Linked DNA regions of Muntiacus reevesi: region 1 is linked to region 2. A link is a contact called in public Hi-C data. All regions are on one chromosome and are shown on one strand. The core of a region is the stretch at or near the end of the contact, and the rest is flanking DNA. Distances in the headings are between cores, read along the strand shown.

Region 1 (2,735 bases), core at 172-2,671, 300 kb after region 2:
GCACTTAGGGTGCCAAGCAAAACTGATCAGAAGAAAAATCCAAATACTAAGTACTCTTAACGTAAATGTCACAACATGCAAAATCAAAACTGAAGATCCTTTCCTGATCCGGAATAGCATTCTATAATCTAAGTATTAAAAGGAGAGATTAAGACATTCAATGACGTTTTAACAATCTTGTAGAGATTCATCAAGTACTTAGGCCAAAAAAATTCCCTCCTAAATAGCCAGGTTATATACACCATTTAGCAACCCTTGGAAAAGAAAAAAAAAAAAGCAACATTAGTATTAAGAAATTCTTCTTTAAATGGTAGTATTAAAGAGGTCACTCTTCAAATTAAATATGGATCACGTCTGCCAGGAAGACATTTATTAGCCAAAGCCATAACTAATTATAAGCTCTCTGTTGGTATAAGAAGAAAGAAAACTGTTTTCGCAGATCAATCACCAGTAATCATTATATATCTCACATTCTAAATATCTGAATGATAAAACATGGTCTTACCTGGCTAAAAGTATAAGTGCACATGTATAATTTTCACACTTCCATACGAACACCTATGTAAAATTTAGGAGTCATTTCTCCCAAATCCATACCAAATATGTATCAAGAACAACCTATACGAGTTATTAGTATTGACGTCACAAGTACGAGAAATATTTCCCATTTTTCACTGGTGTGCAAAGATTCAAAATTTCCGTACAAGAGATGACAATCTACTAAAGATACACCTCCTTTCACTTGAGAAGATAATTCTCTGTGCAACATTCTCTAATGAGAACTGAAGCAAAACAGCATTTACTAAGCATCTACTACGAGCAAAGCAGACAATCTTTCCCGTATTGCAGAGTGAAAGGGGGATGGGAAACGGCCTTGTACCCGGTGATGAGTACAGGGCCGGACCCACTTCTCCAGCCTAAAAGACGGAAGACGGAACGCCAGCTGAGAGAGACAGCACGCTAAAACTGGGATCTGGGCAAGACAAGAAGGGAGGCAGCGGCAATTACCGATGTTCCTGTGCCCCTGCAACTGCTCCAGCGCCGCCCTCTCTTTGCGGAAACCATACTCGGCGGCCGAGGCCGCAGCCCCGGTGGTTCCTGGCGGTAGGAACTGCTTCAGCGCTCCTGGGGGCGAGCCGGGTGTGCCGCAGCAACGCACCCGATACACCGAGGCCGAGGAGCCGCTACCCAGGCGGCTCTGTACCTGCCACAGCCGCCCGAAGGCTTCCAGAAACCGCGGCGGCTCCGCGCCCCACGCGCAGCCGGATCCCGCCATCGGTGCGGACTGAGGGGGCTGACACGGAGCTGACTCGACGCCCGGGGCAGGCCGGCAGGGACTGCGGTCACATCCCCGCCCGCCGGACCAGCGGCTCCGCAGGGACGGGCCTGCAGCCGCCTCACCGACTGCCGGGACCTCAAGCCGCCATGACACCGGAAGCCGTCTCCTGGGGCGGGGTGGGGAGGGAGGTCCCAGAAGCCGGAAATAGGGGAAGAGCCAATCCTGCCAGCTGAAGGAGGCGGGCCTAGAGGGGGCAGGGCCTAGGGGTGACGGGATCGAATTAGGCTTGGAGGAGACGGCGGAGGTTGAGAGGTGGTGAAGTGTGGAGTCCTCACTGTTCCAGGCACTACATAAACTGGTCTCACACATGTTGTGCGTGCCTGCATGCTCAGTCGCCTCGGACTCTTTGTGACCCCGTGAACTGTAGCCCGTCAAGCTACTCTGTCCATGGAATTTCCCAGACAAGAACACTGGAATCTGTTGCCATTTCCTCCTGCAGAGGATCTTCCTCACCTAGGGATCGAACCCGTGTCTCCTGCATTACCAGGCTGATTGTTTTACTGCGCCACCTGGGAAACCCCTCACCCATGGTTACCTGACACTAAAGTTGCTCTTTTTTCCTGTTGAGGCACCTCACCACTGGAAACCTAGGAAAATAAAACCCTGCCTGCTTTTCTCGTAGCCAGTGTCTCAGAGGGAACACCCCACTTATTAAAACTAAAGGCATGAGTTTACTACCACCTCCACACCCATGGTCACTTGTGGCTGTAATTCTGGATGTCCAGGCCTCTGTGCCTCATAGTCTACTTGTGGCTATCTCATCAAAAAGCACCCAGTCCCAGGCAGATCTTCAAATGACTGCACCTCTGGTTGAAATCTTGACTGCAAACCCTTGAGAGACCCCCTAAGCTAGAACCACCTATCTAAGATAGTTTTGAGTTTATTCTTGCAGAAATTATGACAACAAATATGTATTATTATATGTTCCTAACTTTTGGAGTAATTTATTATGTAGTAAAAGAAAAAACCACTAGAAATTAGAAGGGAATAAATATATAGTTAATGTCTACAAAATTTATGATTGTCACAAACCTGTTTTGTAGACTAGTTATATACATCTATGCTCTCTCTAATCAGCAAAGAAGGCATGACTTACTATAAACATATCAATATAAATCATTATGATTAAAATTTTTTCTTTTTAATTTTATAAATAATAAATGATGTTTGCTATGGTTTTTATTTTTGTTATTATTAGTAGTGTACACCTTTTTCATATTTTTATCAGCCATTTTAATTTCCTCTTCTGTATGTTTTCTTGCAGAATCACCTTGTAGGTTTCCTTTTGCCCTGTACTTTCCTTATTCCAGTGTTCTTTCTGGTTAGATCCTTGTCTTTCCACATGGCTGGTGCCCACCAGGAAATACTAGCCACCCATTTGGAATTTCAGTCTCTA
Region 2 (2,749 bases), core at 75-2,574:
TGAGTACATGTGTCAATGACCTCCTTCAGAAAGAGCATTGTGAAAGCACACAGTAGGTGGGGAGAGGGGTCGGATCAGCTTGGCTGATAACAGTGAAACCCTAGGTAAGTGGGCTTTTTCCAAGACTTTAAAGCTGATTCCAGGCAAAGAGCCTTGCACCATGAATAAACCATAGTTATGTTTATTCATCCCCACTTGAGAATAGGCCTTTTCTATAAATATACAATTGCACATATCACAATATTTGTAAAAGGAACAAACACAAAATCAAGCCTGGCTTATTTAAGCACGTCAACATAGAAAGCACCACACTGGCTGTTAAAGTTATTCAGGTGAGGGCATATTAAGATTCTGCACATCACAGGACACCTGCCAGGTTTGTTTCAGTTAACATGGACATGTCTAGATAACTGAAAGCTGAACTCATTTTAAATGTCGTTTAACATAACCTCAGCCTTAATCCACCACCCTCCACCCCTCAAACGCCTCAATTAGAAAAATGGCTTGGTTAGTTTCATCCTCCACACACTGTTCATTGAATTACAAACGAAAAGTAAAACAGAGGCTGAATCCAAATACCCAGCCCCCAGACTAAATTACTCTTCGGCAGTATGGTTACTTGCACTCCTTCCACGCCTTAACAGAAAAGTTACTTTTCTCTGAGTCTCTGAAGAGTAGGTATACTAGGTGTCTAGCACTGTGCTACATGAGATATTCCCCCCCGCACCCGTATTCTAACGTTCTTGGACGCTGAAATGTATCTAGGGGCGGAAGTCTAGCACTGAAAAAAAAAAAAAAAAAAACTGCGAGAGTACAAAAAGTACGGTGATCTGGTCTAATTTACCAGTGATGAGAAAGTCAAAAGTGGAAAGGGGGCGAGGTGAGTGGGTAGAGTCACTTTCTCTGCATACCGACAGGATCGTCACCGAGACACATCTCTGAGTGGCGCTCGCCTTTTATTTTCGCTGTCGTGTTTAATTGAAAGCACGTTACTGAGCCGCTCACGACGCCCACAGGCCTGGTACCTCGCGCATAGGGGAGCCCAGAGAAAAGCCGGACAGGGTCTCCGGCCCGCGACCCCACCGAGGCAGGGTCAGCGATAGGGGCTCCTGGGGTCGGTCGGTGGCGGGTCCACCTGGCTTGGTACTTCCTGCTCCCTCGGACCCCAGCCCCGCCGCCTCCACTGTCTCGAAGGAGGTCTCACCTGCTCGCCCCGGTGATCAAAACCACTTTCCGCATGGTTGCGCACCCTGTGACCACGCGCCCCAAAGCAGGCACCCAGCAAGGCCTCTCACCTGCACTTAGACCCGTAACCCCGCGTCGGCCACGCCCCCGGGCCGTCAATCAGGGCCCGGAGGGGCCCCGCCTCCCTGTCACGTCACGGATTTCGCGCCGGGCCCTCTTCCGTCGCTCGCTGCCTGCCAGCCGCTCACGGCGCAGGAGCCGGGATGGAGTGAGGTAGGCCGAGGGGCGGAGCCGTGTTGTCGCACGAGGCCCGAGCCAATCCGAGCTGTCCCTGCTCCTGGGCCTCGAAGGTGTCCCGCCCCGGGTTCGCCCCGCTGACGTCCGGCTTTTGTCGCGTTTGGGGCGTTCTAGCCTTGCGCTCCGGTAGGGGATTCGCGGCTCACACGGGGTGAATACCCTGACGCCTCTGATTAGCACTTCATGGCAGGAAGACCTCAGGATATTTTCACCAGAGCTCGGTATTTTAGAGGAGAGGTTTGAGGCTAGGAAGTGAAGTTTAGAGATGATCATTAGTTTTCCGTCCAGGCACTGTGCCATTTAACACCCAACCTTCTGTTTCCAAAACTCGTCCTCTTCCTCTAAAAAATCATCTTCGCGGAAATGAACATTGATTTTACTAAGAACTTTACGGAGAGTAATGCATAAATTGCCAATTTTCAAAATTTGGAATATGGTGTAGAGTCAGAGAAGCTCAGAATTCCATAGGACGTGATGGGTCCTGTCCTGTAACCTCCTATTTCAGTGAGTCTCAAGTTCTTTGTTATAAAGGACCCGCTTTGTTTTTCCAAGCCACCCCAAATGGGTACTTCTGGAATAATCAATAAAAATAAATTGCTAGAAAAATTAAAAGCAAGAAGCATACAAGCCTCAGTTTTTTTTAAATTAAATTCAACAGATGTAAGTACTCTGCCAAACTGCCATAAAAGTTTCTAATGCTTACTTTAGGTTTCTGGATTTATTGTGGGCTACTGCCGTCTATGGGGTCGCACAGAGTTGGACACGACTGAAGCGACTTAGCAGCAGCAGCAGCAGTAACAATGTGACCATCACCAGTCTGGGTCCACCATAAGGAATTCTGCACGTCGTGTATCAAACTCTGTGTAAGGTACTTCATAACCACTTTGAAAGTTTCAATTATTTATAAACAGCAATGATCTCTGAAAGATACGAGACTGACGTCATTTACATTGGCCTTGAATAACCTGGACGTTTTGATTAATTTGATATCAGTTTAGTATTAGATAAATCTTACACCAATAAAATTAGATTGAAGAAGTACATGTGATTATTAAAGATTTAATTCCTGTAATTTTTTTCTTTTTGAGTGGTATTCAACTTCTACCCATAACCCACTTACAGCTATTATAAAGAAACCATGATTTAACAATATTCTCTGAAAGTTCTGGAGTAAAATTAACTCCGGTGTTGGCCTGCACCCTTACAGTCTTGCAACTTTTGTAGCTGCCCAATTGCTAGACCAAAGAAAGAGTCCAGAGGCAAAAGA

Evidence for each region. Hi-C and Micro-C count contacts between places; a contact is called where the count stands out from the background.
Region 1: a Hi-C map of muscle shows a contact between it and region 2, with 7 times the contacts expected there. The contact joins the promoter of UHMK1 here to the promoter of HSD17B7 in region 2. A contact is called at or near these places in 2 of 3 Hi-C or Micro-C datasets (blood and muscle).

Annotation. Positions count from the first base shown.
Region 1 is chr1:70,023,638-70,026,372 of mMunRee1.1, forward strand. It overlaps UHMK1 (U2AF homology motif kinase 1), which reads right to left and starts at 1,422. Exons shown (of 8, transcript XM_065946626.1): 1 at 1,009-1,422. The coding sequence starts at 1,276.
Region 2 is chr1:69,719,548-69,722,296 of mMunRee1.1, forward strand. HSD17B7 (hydroxysteroid 17-beta dehydrogenase 7) reads right to left here and starts at 1,325. Exons shown (of 8, transcript XM_065946562.1): 1 at 1,205-1,325. The coding sequence starts at 1,239.